2 separate regions of the Mus musculus genome follow, and region 1 is linked to region 2. The links are chromatin contacts, called in public promoter capture Hi-C maps. All regions are on one chromosome and are shown on one strand. Each heading gives the region's core, a stretch centred on a gene start, on an enhancer-like site or on the middle of the called end of the contact. The rest is flanking DNA. Distances are from core to core; before and after follow the strand shown.

What was found. Capture Hi-C pulls out chosen DNA fragments and counts their contacts.
Region 1: a promoter capture Hi-C map of adipose tissue shows a contact between it and region 2. The contact joins two enhancer-like sites. A contact is called at or near these places in 2 of 484 Hi-C or Micro-C datasets (the G1E-ER4 cell line and embryonic stem cells) and 3 of 9 other capture datasets (adipose tissue, liver and pancreatic islet).

Annotation. Positions count from the first base shown.
Region 1 is chr4:109,266,183-109,273,556 of GRCm38.p6, reverse strand. The region is part of intron 1 of Gm40225 (a long non-coding RNA gene); the gene reads left to right. Among named protein-coding and RNA genes, the nearest start is that of Eps15, 10 kb to the left of the region's middle. Within about 2 kb of position 1,531, at least 32 of the 459 cell types and tissues checked have an H3K27ac peak or open chromatin away from gene starts, as enhancers often do. A contact at or near this core is called in adipose tissue, where this site is marked.
Region 2 is chr4:109,118,910-109,125,898 of GRCm38.p6, reverse strand. The region is part of intron 4 of Osbpl9 (oxysterol binding protein-like 9); the gene reads left to right. Among named protein-coding and RNA genes, the nearest start is that of Gm52703, 11 kb to the left of the region's middle. Within about 2 kb of position 2,413, at least 47 of the 459 cell types and tissues checked have an H3K27ac peak or open chromatin away from gene starts, as enhancers often do. A contact at or near this core is called in adipose tissue, where this site is marked.

The DNA of each region.
Region 1 (7,374 bases), core at 282-2,781, 150 kb before region 2:
GGGGCGGGGGGAGGGAGGGGAGGGGGAAGGAGGGGAGGGGAAGAGAGAGGAGAGAAGAATAGAAGAGAAGAGAGGGTGGAAGGAAGGAAGGAAGGAAAATAAAGGTTTGAGAGTTTGAAGCATTCTGATTCAGTCAGCTCAGTCCCTTACTGTAAATCTATAATTAAATCACAAATAAGAGTATCCTTCTCAGGGTTGGAAGGGAAAACTCAGTGATTGGATTTCTGTGAGCCCAGTGTCAGGTGCTTTGCAAATGATGATAATGCTGGTTCATGTAGCTGGGGGAAAAATGAAGGCATCCTTCTTAAATACACATAATGAAAATAGATGACTCTTTCAGGCTAAGCTTTTTTAGAGCCATAATCACAGTGTGTCTTAGCTTAAGACTAAGACTGTATATTGAGTACCTCACACTATAACACAGATAGAGGGTGCTTTGTCCAGGATCCAGATTCATTTTTCCCTAGAATTCTATGCTTTCTCTCACAGCCTAAACCCAGTCTGTCAGCAAGCTCTGTTGGCTAACTCTCCAATATGTATCCAAAGTTTTAACTTTATTTTCTCCATCCATCCATTTCAGGTAACTCCTCCCTCTCTCCCTGACTACCTTCTTCTCTTGAACCACTACTGAAGCTCCTAAACTAACGGTCCCACCCCCACTTCTGTGCTCATGTTGTCCACACTGTGATATTCTAAAAACATAATTGTGATCTTATACTTTCCCCATTCAAAACCTACAGGGTAGAGGGAAGGGACTTGAGAGTTGGCTCAGCTGTTAAGAACATTTGCTGCTCTTCCAGACGACCGGGTTTGGTTCCTAGCACCCACACCAGGTGGCTCCTAATCACCTGTAACTTTGTTTCCAAAGAATCTAACACCCTCTTCATGCACCCTCCACAGTTGCATGTGGTATACTTAAACGTGCAGACAAAACATTCATACACATAAAATAAATCTTTAAAAAAAAACACTGGGGCTAGTTAAGAATACTGACTGCTCTTCTACAAGACCCAGGTTAGATCCTGATGATCCACAGAATCATGTTTAGCTCCAGTCTCAGGAGGATCTAACACCCTCTTCTGACCTCCAAAGACACTGTGTGCACATGATGAACAGATATTCCTGCAGGCAAAAAGACCCATTCACACACACACACACAAAAATTAATTAAAAAAAAAAAACAAGTGTGGGTATTAAAAAGTGCATAGCCCAATGCCCCACAAGCAAGGACTCTTCATCAACCTCTTAATCCATGACTTACCAGTCGGGCCAGGTCTTTGGAGGTAAAGGACATGTCTACAAAGTACAGAAGAGCTAATGTGTTCTGGCTATGTTGAGATTTTTTTTTCCAAGACAGGGTTTTTCTGTATAGTCCTGGCTGTCCTGGAACGCACTATTTAGACTTGGCTTTGAACTCATGGGGATCCACCTGCCTCTGCCTCCCGAGTGCTAGGGTTAAAGGTATGTGTGCCACCACAGCCCAGCTGCTGAGATTTTTAATAGAATGAAACATAGCATATTTGGGAGAGAAGAGGAACTAGCAGAGGATAAAAGAGGAACTAGAGCATAACACAGACAGATCAGGAATGAGCTGAGACAAGGCTAAAGAAATTGGGTCTCTAGCGAGTATCGGATAAGCAAAATTACCACTGGAAACATGAAGGATACCTACTGCCTTGTGTTGCTGGCATTTTCAAATCTAGTGCCTTTTAAAAGGCTGATTTATCTGTCTGTCTCTGTGAGTGGATGCACACTTGTATGTGCTGTGCACATAAGTTAGAAGGGTGTCCTCCTCTATCGTGGTCCACCTCGTCCATTGAGGCAAGGTCTCTCCTGAGCCTGGGGCTTGCACTCTCTAGGCGAGGACACCACGCACCATCATTCTAGCTTAAAAAATAAGTAGAGTACAACTGAGGAAGACACCTAAAATCACCTCTAGTCCACATGCACACACATACATATATCCACACATGTGTGAACACACACACAATTAGAATAAGCCAGTTCAACTGGACATAGTGGCACACATCTCATCTCAACACCTGGGAGAAAGAGACAGAGAGCTGAGGAGTTCAAGGTCATCCTCAGTGATATAGTGAGTTTTAGGCCAGGTAAAACCACATGAGACCCTGTCTCAAAAAAAAAAAAAAAAAAAGAAAAATCAAAATAAAGTCTGGCAGGTGTCATACACATCTGTGATTCTGGCAGTGGTGGGTGGAAGCAAGAGAGCCAGGAGTTCAGGGTCATCTCTGGCGACTCAGTTTTGTTTTGCTTATTTCAATTTTTTATTAGATATTTTCTTCATTTACATTTCAAATGCTATCCCAAAAGTCCCCTATACCCTCCCCACCCCCGCTCTCCTATCCACCCAATCCCACTTCTTGGCCCTGACATTCCCCTGTACTGGGGCATATAAAGTTTGCAAGACCAAAGGGGCCTCTCTTCCCAGTGATGGTCGACTAGGCCATCTTCTGCTACATATGCAGCTAGAGACACAAGCTCGGGGGGTGGGGGTACTGGTTAATTCATATTGTTGTTCCACCTATAGGGTTTCAGACCCCTTCAGCTCCTTGGGTACTTTTTCTAGCTCCTCCATTAGGGCCCCTGTGTTCCATCCCATAGATGACTGTGAGCATCCACTTCTGTGTTTGCCGGCCACTGGCATAGCCTCACACGCACGAGACAGCTATATCAGTGTCCTTTCAGCAAAATCTTGCTGGCATGTGCTGGCTACACAGTTAATAAGAGGCAAGCATGAGCTACACAAGGCTCTGCCTCAAATAAACCAACAAAATAAATGAGGGAATAAATGTAATATAGTATATAAATAGTAATGACATTAATAGTAACAGTCACATTCACAATAGATGCAAAAGTGACCTTTGACAATGTTCAATAAAAATCCCTGAAGAAAATCAGAATAGAAGTTCAGCATAATATAAGTATAGCAGACATATCTAGTCAAGCTGATACAAAATAGGGGCAGGAGGGACTGAAAGCACGCCATCTAAAACCAAGAACGAGACAGAGGTGCTTACAATCTTGACTCTTATTCCACAGAGCGCCTCATGTTAGTTAAAGCAGTGCCACAAAAGGAAGAAATGGGACACAAGCAAGGGAGGCAGGAATCAAAATATCCTATTTATAGACTACATGGTCTTATACCAAAAAGACACTAAGGTGTCATTTTTGCAATTAGATTTAATAGACACTTTAGCAAAGTAGCAGGATGAAAAATTAACATACAAATGTCCATGGCCAGTAAACGGCTCATTTGGTTAGGAGCCTATTGTGAAGTCTGACAATCTGACGTAAATCCCTGGACTCTGCGTTGTTGGAAGGAGAGAACCCATTTCCATAGTCTATCCCCTGTACCCTCTCACACACAAATGTTAAAATGTAATATCTTTTAATTAATTGGGCCAGAGTGTAGCTCAGTTGGTAGAGTGCTTGCCTATCATACACAAAGCCCTGGCTGGATTCCATCCCCAGCACTACATAAACTGTGTGCTAATTCCAGCACTCAGGAGGTGGAGGCAGGGGAATCAGAACTTTAAGGTCATCCTCAGTTGGAGGCCAGCACTGGATACATAAGATCCTGTGTCAAGAAAAAAATTAGTAGTAGCTGCCATGGTGTCATACACTGGTAGTCTCAGCATTTGGGAAGCCCAGATCATCTGAGCCCAGGAGCTTCAGACCTGTCTGAGTAAACAAGATTTCATTTGGAAGGAGCTCTTAAATGAAACAGGAATGATGAGTGCACACACCTATAGAGCCCTAGAAGTCAGATTGAGGAGCCTAGGGAGAGCCTTCCTCTTAAAAAAAAAAAAAAACAGAACTAGACTACAGGAAAATGATTTGAAGATTTAAATAGATATCCAAATGGCAAAAATATAAATAAAACCAGACATTAAATCAACATTATTAGTCATTAGGGAAGTACAAATCAAAACTTCAATGATATACTGCTTCATACCCATTAAACTAGCTATATATATATTTTTTAAATGGACAAAAACTCAGTATCTTCCTATAAAAATAATGGTCAACATTTTTTTATTAATCCAAATTTAGCAGAGTCATGAAAAAACTAGAACTCTCAGGTCAGTGAGATGACTCACTGGGGAATGCTTGCTATGAAGAGCTGACTTAAATCCCCTGAAGCCACTCACTGTGGAAGAAGAGTATCAACTCCTAGAAGATGTCTTCTGACCTCTACAGACACAGACACAGACACAGACACAGACACAGACACAGACACAGACACAGACACAGACACACACACACACACACACACACACACACCCCTGAATAAAACAGTTTCAAAAAGAGACTAGAACCCACACCTGTTGCTGGTAAAGATGTGAAATGGTACATTTTACAGAGCAGTCTTTCAGTTCCTTAAATAAATGACACGGAGAATTAACATACACCCAAGCAAGCACCCTACGAATGGAAGCACATCCCTAGCCCTCAGATTGTCTTGATTGTTCTTTTCCAGAAGAGGAAACAATAGATCCACCAGAAAGGTGCAGCATCATTTCTTACTGCCCTCAAGTGGTGGTGGCCCAAATGTCTTCTGGTTTCATAAACATAAAATATGCCTTCGAAAAAACTAGTGGTGTCTATATAAAGACAAGCAATTGTCTACTACTGAGTTGTACTCCAGCCCTCAGTGTGTATTTTCTTTTTTATTGTTTTTGGTTTTGTTTTTCTGGGCAGGGTCTACTGTAGCACAGACTGGCCTTGAACTTGCCATGTAGCTGAGGCTGGCTTTGAACTACTGATCCTCCTGCCTCCACCTCCAGTATGTTGGGATGCCTACTACACATCATGCCTATTTAATACAATTTGGAGTTCAAACACGGGGCTTTGTGCTGGCAAGTTGTTGTCAACTCGACACAAACCTAAGCATACCTGAGAAGAGGGAATCTCAGTTGAGGAGTTGCCTCCATCAGATTGGCCTGTGGGTGGTAAGTCTGTGGGGTATTTTGTTTATTGCTGACTGACTGGGGAGGGGAGGCAGCCCACTGTGCTCAATCCTATCTCTGAGCAGGTGGGCGTGGGATGCTTAACAAAGGTAGAGTTGAGCAAGACAAGGAAAACCAAGCCAGTAAGCACCTTTCCTTGGTGGTCTCTGCTTGTTTCTGCTTCAGGTTCCTGCCTTGCATTCTGGCCCTGATTTTCTTCAGTACTAGACCATGACCATTACCTGAAGCAAACTCTTTCCTCTCCAAGTTGCTTTTTGGTTTGTCACAATAACAATAACAGAAACCAAATAAAGACAAAACTTGGTTCTAGAGACTGGGATGTAGTTGTGATAGATCCAATTGTGATGCTTTAGAGGGAGATTGTGGAAGGATTTTTGGAGTTTAGGGCTAGAAAAATCCGTAAGTGCTCAGAGCTTAGTTGAATGTTCTATGGAAGCTTGAAAGATAAAAACAGGGCTGGAGAGATGGCTCAGCGGTTAGGAGCACTAACTGCTCTTCCAGGGGTCCTGAGTTCAAATCCCAGCAACCACATGGTGGCTTACAACTATCTGTAATGAGATCTGATGCCCTCTTCTGGTGTGTCTGAAGACAGCTACAGTGTACTTACATATAATAAATAAATAAATCTTAAAAAAAAAAAAAGAATGTTGAGAGAAAAGGAGATGATGGGGACCTACCTGCTTTGTGAAATTTCAGAGAGACATTTGAGTATCCCTCCAAGACTTCATCAGAGATGTTCATGCAATATATTTCAATTAACAATCTGTGGAAACAGCTAGGTATTGTGGTGCAAGCCTACAATCTCAGCCCTCTGAAGGCACAGGCAAATGGGTCTCTGTGAATTCTAGACCAGCTAGGGCTACATAGACAGTCTGTGTCTCAGAAAAAAAAAAAAGTGGAAATGAAACCTTTGCCTTAATGGGACAAGAGTTGCTAGTTAGCTGGGAAATTTTGTGACTAGCAAGAGATAAGCATCACTGAGGTAAAAGCTGGAAAGTAGTTCCTCAGGGTAACACAGAAGCTCTAGTCTGGGCAGGAACTAAGCTGGCGGTAGAACTTGGCAGATAATGCGTGTGAGTTTCCCACATGGAACTCACTTTGAAAGCTTGAGGCGGTGATGGAGAGCAGCTGAGGCTTAGCCCTGTGTGACAGGATCCAAAGCTCAACAAAAGAGGCCAGGAGGGGCCATTGGTACAGGTGCATCCTCAGTTGCAGTAGAAACTCCTGGGTTGGAGGGGTCGTGGCGAGAAGATGGAGCTTGACTCTGTGATGAAGTGTCAGAGTCCCCGAAGAGACCAGGGAAGGCAGTTGTTGAAGTGGGTGGGATGACCCCCAAGGATAGCAGCAGGCATGGTGTGTAGCAAGTCTTAGCCTACTAGATGAGCCATGTGTGCTGCTGGTGTCACCTGAAGAAGTGGGGCTGCCTTTGAAGCCCAGAAGATCTTGAGTTGAGTCCCAGATGTTAGATAGACACTGTTGGATTTTGTTTTGATCTGATTGTGCCCAGGTATTCTCTCTTGGAATAAGAAAACCTTTAACATTTTGCTTTATTGAAAGTTAGCTAAGCAAACAAAAGAAAAGCCCGGCAAAAGCACATTTTTTTCATGGTCTCTGCTTCAGGCTGTGCCCTGCACTCCGTCTGCTTTCCCTCAGTAATGGACTTTGACCTGGAGCTGAAGTAAAACCTTTCCTCCCCCAAGTTGCTTGTGGATGGTATTTTGTTACAGCAACAGAAAAGCAAACTAGAATGCTTACTCAAAGTTTACTAATTGGTCCAATCCTCACCTAGAGTCTGATTTAGTGCTCAACCCACATGTGCATTGCGTTTAAACAATGTTACCTCTTAGTCTTCTTTAAGTTAGAATAGGTCTTGGTCTTTCATTATTATTCATGATATTCACTTCTTCACATTTTATCAACTTTTGTGTCTTTGAGGCAGTGTTACCTTGAGCTTTCAACTCTCCTGCCTCTGTCTCCCAAGTGCTGATTACAGGCAGCACCACCATACCCCAATACTTGCCCAGTGTCAGAACACCCTACTGACAATTGAACCACAATTTTGTGTGATTCGATTGATATTTTGTTTTGATGGGGGAGCAGTCAATTAAACTACCTGAGTGTGGCTGTTTTTGAAGTGCTCTGATTGCATGCCCACATCTAGGTAATAGAAATCTTAATTCTGTTTGTCATTTGACAAAATGAAACTTTGTCATTTCTTTTTCCATTGTTCGGTGGCATTTTACTATAAGTAAGATACTCTCCCCCACCCTCAGGTTTCATGTGGCCCATGCTGGCTTCAAATGTACTACATAGCCAAGGACGACCTTCAATTCTTGGCCCTCTGCCTTCATCTTCAGAGTGCTGGGATTACAGATGCGGCTCT
Region 2 (6,989 bases), core at 1,164-3,663:
AGCCCAGCCCAGCCCAGCCCAGCCCAGCCCAGTTCAGTTCAGTTCAGTTCAGTTCAGTTCAGTTCAGTTCAGTTCAGTTGAGTGAGCGATTGTCTTGAGAGACTAAGGTTTAGAATAATAGAACATACTCCTCAGCCTCCAAATGCATGTGAAAACATGGGTACATGTAACACACACACATGCACACATATATACACATGCAGTCATACACACAGTCACATACATACATACATACACATCACCTTTTAAATAAGTGATTATGCATCGTTGTAGAGACTGCTTTAGAGCTCAGTTTGAATTCTCAGGCAGCTGTTTAAGCATAGACCGTTACATTTTTTTTTAAAGTCTGTGCTACACATGAGTTGGTAATAAGATATTTATAGTCTAGAGAGTTGTCAGTGCGTAAAGGTATTTACCTTGCAAGTCTGGTGACCCAAGTTCAATACCCAGAACCCATATAAAGGTGAATGGAGAGAACCTAAGTCTACAAAGTTGGTCTTTGACCTCCACACATACACTACAACACAGCATCCCATAATGTATGCACACATGTGCATGTGTGCATATGCATACTCCCAATAATATTAAATAAATTTTAAAATATTTTTATATAGCAAATAGCTTTACAATAGCTGTGATTAAAAGGAACAAGAAATGGTGCTTTAACTGTTCTTAAATATACAGTTTGTGTGTACTGTACCTTAGGTTAAAAACAAAATAGAATTTCCTTGCTGCTGTTCAACAGTTTTGTAATTTACCCCAGTAAAGGATAGTTTTGTCAATTTGACACAATCTGGAATCACTTGGAAGGGAGTCTCAAAGAGGGATGGTCTTCTAGTGGCCTGGGCATGTTTTAGAAGAACTGTCTTAATTAAGTTAATGTGAAAACACTCAGCTCACCATGGACAGCAAGATTCCCTAGGTGCAGGAAGTCTTGGACTCTATATAAATGGAAAACTTATCAGGCTGAGCACAGCAAGGCAGCCAGAGAGTAGGTGTGTGTGTTTCTCCCTGCTCTTGACTGTGGCTGTGAGATGACGAGCTGTTTGAATTCAGTTCCTGCTTTGACTGCCCATGATGATAGACTGCGACCTGGAAATGAAAGCCAAAAGAAACCCATTTCCCCTGTGTTGCTTTCTGTCAGGGTATTTTATCACAGCAACAGAAATAAAATTAGAGTACCCTTTTTTGTGTTTATCTCAAACTCCTAGAAAGAAAGGAGACAACAGCTTTTATAAGAGCGAGGCTGAGTGAGTAAGGAAGGCTTGGTAGCTTGTACCCAGAAGTATCCTTTAACCTGTGAGTAAAAGGTCAGCATCAGCATACTAAGTGAGATGTGCTAGCAGTTTCTATCAAGACTGGGAAGCTTGGAGTCCATGGGAAGCCTTTTTAAAAATGAGACACTGAAGTATGATCGCTACGCAGCTGCCAGGCTTGTATGAGTAACACAGACTCAGTTTTTAGGAGACCGAGAAACTAGTCTTTTAGTAGTTTTCAGGCGCTTTGATTTTTATTCCTTGACTTTCATGATTATAGAAATCTTTCATTTAAAATTTGACTATATTTATTTATTTAGGGGGCATATTCTCTCTCTCTCTCTCACTCTCTCTCTCACTCTCTCTCTCTCTCTCTCTCTCTCTCTCTCTTTTCCTCCCTCCCTCCCTCCCTCCCTCCCTCCCTGCTGTGTGTGTGGTTTGTATAGGTTATAAGACAACTTGTAGGAATCAGTTCTCTCCTACTATGTGGGTTTTGGGATCAAACTTAGGTTGTCAGGCTTGGTATAGTGGGAACAAGCAAAAGAAACTTATTCTAAGTACTTACCATTTAATTTTCAGACTCCATTTGATTAGGAGGAAACTAAATTCAAGGTTTCAGGCCCTAAGGGAGCTGGATACTTCCCAATAACTGAACAACTTTCATTATAAGGAAACAGTTATCCAAATCCAGACATCTCAGAGACAGTTTATAAGGAAACAGTTGCCTGAGTCCAGACATCTCAAGGACAGTTTCTCCATCTTTCTGGCATAGTCAAACTAAGTTCATGTTTCCAGGCCTAGGGACCTACTCCTATCCTGATGGATGGAAACTTCCTTGATCAACCTCAAACTATGACTAGACAATGCTAGAACCCACCCTGCTCCCTATCGCTTTATGGTTTCATCCTCTATGCTGTGCAGTGTCCCTTAAGGTCACAGCTCAGCTCCCAAGTCTGTTCTGCAGCCCTGATCGATCAGTAGCGGCTTGATTACAATACATTTTTGCCATTTACATTTACCTGATGTTTGAGTTATGTTGGATGTAAGCGAACCCCACATTTGGTGCGTTGGCCAGGAATCCAATCACTCTACCCAGGCCCCTGGTTTGTTATCATCTGCATTGAGCAATTTCATTTTGAAGCTCAAAACCTCCAGAGGTGAGCCTGTTTTTTGTTTTCTGTTTGGCAGCTGTCTGGTTGGAATCTAAGAAAGGAGAAACTGCACACAGTATTGCTCCCAGGGTCATAGGAGGTCAGGGGACATACTGCTTCCTCTTTGGTTCCCACTGGAGGAACACCTGGTCTGGTTCTGGGTTCCCCTTTGGTGGGACATTTGGTTCTCTTCCCTCTTTTCCCCAACTCTATTGGTTGCCCTTGGCATGTCAGTCTGTCCATGTCTTTCAGTTTATGCCTGTAGTTTCATTTAATTGCCTAATTGTTGCTCTTGGCAGTATTACAGGTATGTGCCACCATGGCCAGCGAATATGAGACTATTTTGAGAACTTTTCTTGAGTGTTAAATTAATACAAGTACTTTTTGAGTACACAGTTGTTTTCTACAACTATGTCGTTTCCCTTGGCTTTGTTAGATCTATTTTTAGCACTATGTAGAAAAATGGGTGTGTTTAACTTTTTCCTTCAAGTGCCCCACCCCTACTCCCACGAAAAGGAAGTGCCTGCAGTACTGATGTGTCATGTCTTCCACAGGTAACATAGTGTGGGGAAGAAGCCACTTAGTCCGGCTTCCTCCAACTTCTCCTTGAGGCTCTCATCAGAGCCTTTGCTCTTTCTGAGGGAAATTTTTGGCTCTTAAGTTAGAATTTAGGATTCTCTAGGATTCATTTTTCTGGTAAGTTTTCTTGGTCTAGTTATAGCACGTCTGTTCTGAACTCTGAGAAGCAACTAAGAACAGATGGTTCGTTTTTACAGATAGCTAGAGGTTAGGTTCCTTTAACTGCCAGAATTTCATTTTCACTGTGTGTTTTAATAGAAATCTTGTGTGTGCTTTTCTGCCTTCCCTATATAAAGATGTTAAATCTTAAGTGGTGCATGTTCAACTCAGAACATACAAAGAGTATAGAGAAGTTATGTATTTAGTTGAGTATTTATTCAAATTCACTGTATTCTACATATTATAATAATTGCCAAGAGTCTGTCTGTGTATAAACTACCCATGGTCCTTGTCTTTATGGAGCCAGTCTACTATAAAGAAGAGAGCAGAAACCACAGTGGTAATTCGATTTCTAAAATCAACAGGCTCAGCAAGTCACAGCACTTGTCATGCAAGCCTTGTGGCCTGAGTTCAACCCCCAGAAACTGTAAATATAGAGGAAGAGAGCTAACCTCCCTCTCTCTCTCTCTCTCTCTCTCTCTCTCTCTCACACATACACACACACACATAAATAAAATGTGATAATGACATGAACAACACATGGCTTAAAAACTTAAACTCAGCCAGGTATGGTGGCACAAGCCTTTTAATCCCAGCACTCAGGAGACAGAGGCAGGTGGATCTCTGTGAGTTTAAGGCCAACCTGGTCTACAGAGTGACTTCCAGGACAGCCAGGGCTACACAGAGAAGCCTTGTTTCAAAACAACAACAACAACAACAAAACAAAAGAAAGAAAGAAAGAAAGAAAGAAAGAAAGAAAGAAAGAAAGAAAGAAAGGGAAAAAGAAAAAAATTAAACTTCTTAAAAATATATAAAATACTATAGTTTCCTCCTATACCGTTCTCTAGAAATAAACACATTTTTATTTCTAACCTTACTAATCCTGATATAATACACAGAGATTTTAAAAGTTATATAATATTTTAAATTTGAGAATTAAATAATAGAAAGTGATTTTATTTACCTGTGGCAAAGAGCTGAATGTTTCTTACTGAATTTAGTAATGTAGGTTTAAAAAATAAAATCTAGACGTTCTCTCAGAATAAAGTTAACTGACCAATGCAGAATCTTATCTATGAAAATTAGGGCAATAGTATCCATCAAAATATAATTAAAATTTGAAAAACTAGTCTCTTGTCCTCTTCTTCCCGTGTGTCCCCTAGACTGGCTCTTTTCACCTCCCTTCAGTGTGTTGAGGCTGTTAGAGCACAGTTTCTGGCCTTCCATCCCCGCAGGCATTTCTAAGCATCCGATGTTATGCCAGTCCCTTGTGAGGAGAGGCTGAGGGTTCAGTGGTGAGCAGGACTTGCACTATAATAGGCATCGTGGGCCCGTGCAGAGGCTGCTGATTCTAATTCCGAACAAAATATTTCTGTTTGACAGCGTGTTAACTACACTTTCCCTTGGTTGTAAGATAGGTATTGCTTCTCCCATATGCCAAGTGATATATGTGCTCCATCTGGCCTAAGTTCCTACATAGGAATTGACTAGCTGACATCAGTTTTCTGAAGACAGACAGGCAAAAACGTTTAGGCTTTATAGACCACTGCTGAAACCTGAGTTGTCCTACATCTGCTCTAGGCACTTGCCTGTGTTCAGGGTCAGTGCCAAGAGAACAATTGGTTTGGCGTAGAACACAACAAAGTATCCTATATTTTAGAGTGGTTTTCAGTTCCAAGCCAGAGAGGGGCAGACAGACAGACAGACAGACACACACACACACACACACAGAGAGAGAGAGAGAGAGAGAGAGAGAGAGAGATTGATTCAGTGATTTCCTGTTTTTTCATATCCCTGCCCCACACGTGCATGGCTTCCCCTATTATCAGTATTTCCTGCCAGGATGGTACATTTGTCCTCACTGATTTCTAGCGACACATTATTGCACAACACATAGGTTTTGTTTTGTTGAGTTTTTTTTTTTTTTCGATGCAGAGTCTCACATAGCAGGTGGGTCTCCATCTCACTATTTCGGCAAGGATGATCGTGCCTCTAGCTCCTAAGTGCTGGGTTTGCAGACATGTACCACCACTGCTAGCTGAAAAAAATGTTAAAGTTAGTTTATTCTTTATAATGCTTATGAATTTGGACAACTTTGTATCGTATGGTTTTACAGTATCATACATAGTATTTTTCCTACCTTAAAAATGTTCTGGGTGCCAGAGAGAGGATCCAGCAATTAAGAACACCTGGGTGATCTTCCAGAGGCCCCAGCTTGGGTTCCCAGCACCCATGAAGCAGCTTATGACTGACAGTAGCTCCAGTTCTAGGGACTCTGATGTCCTCTGGCCTCAATGGGCACCAGGCTTGCACATGATTTATGTGCACACGTGCAGATAAAATCCCACATACAATTTTTTAAAAAGATATTTGACATTCTACCTGTCTATCCTTCTCTTTTCATAGCCCTCACTGTTTATAGTCTCCAGAGTTTTGCTTTGCCCTAAAATGTTATAGGTAGTATTTGGAATTGTATTCTTTTGGGATAGTTATTTTTTAATTTATTTATTTTATGTATATGTGTACACTATCACTGTCTTCAGACACACCAGAAGAGGGCATCAGATCCCATTACAGATGGCTATGAGCCACCATGTGGTTGCTGGGAATTGAACTCAGGACCTCTGGAAGAGCAGCCAGTGCTCTTACCCGCTGAGCCACCTCTCCAGCCCCGGGATAGGCTTCTTAGTTAGGAGACTGTGCTTGTTTCCTCTTGATCTTTACGTGTGTATTGCTTAGGTTTTTGTTTTTATTAACTTGACACAAGCTGTGGTCACCTGAGAAAAGGGAGTCTTGAGAGACTGCCTTCCTCGGCTTGCTTGTAGGCAACTCTGGGGGGCATTTTCTGGATTGCTAATTGATGGGGGTGGGAAGCAGCCCTCTTAGGTGGTCCTGCCCTTGGACAGGTTATGTAATAAAACGAGCCAAGCAAGTGCTGGAAGCAAGCAGGAAGCAGAGTTTCTCTTTTGGTTTCTGCTTCAAGTTCCTGTCTTGTGTTCCCTGGTCTCCCTCAATAATGAACCATAGCCTGTAAACTAAGATTTTTACCCTTCCAGACATGCTTTTTGGTCAGTGTTTTATCACAACAGCAGAGAAGTAAAGTATGATAACATGACTTGATAGATCATTTTGTCTTTATTACTGAGGATTAAATCCAGGGCCTCATAGACAAGCATACAACCACTGAGCTACATTACCAACCAAGCCAAACCTCCAGATCCTTCCCAGACAGTTCAAACTGGAGACCAAGCATTCATACATATGACCTATGGGAGCCATTCTCAGCCAAACCACCATAGTCACATTTTATCAATATGAACTAAGAGTCAAAACAATTACTAAAGAACTCATAATGTAAAATTATAGCCGTGGTTAACTTCCACGAAAAAATTTCATGGGCTACTGATGACCCAAAATCAGAAGAATATACGTTGTTTGTATAGAGATGATAGTGAGAAGTAAATTGAGTCAGGAGTTATTGTGAAGGAGATAGTGTGAAGGAGATAGCAGCTGTCACAAGGTTAAGTTGGAAGGTCCTTGGCAAATTAAAGACTCTTCAAAAGGACCACCGTGTGGAGGGCAGAAATCTAGGGGTGCAAGTTGAAAGATGCAGGTAGGGCTATAAAACATTTGTACCATTCAGTGTTAAGTACTGAGGTATATCCCTTTGTACCATGCAAAGCTGTGGCAAGTTTCTTAATTGATAGTGAGATGCTATGGAAATACACTCTAGCTCTTATGTTGAGAGTGAATTGGTAGATTCAGGAAGACTCTAGTGAGGAAATTATTCCAAGGGCCATTATTTCGGATACGAGGAGAACTGGAATTGAAAACACATTTTTAG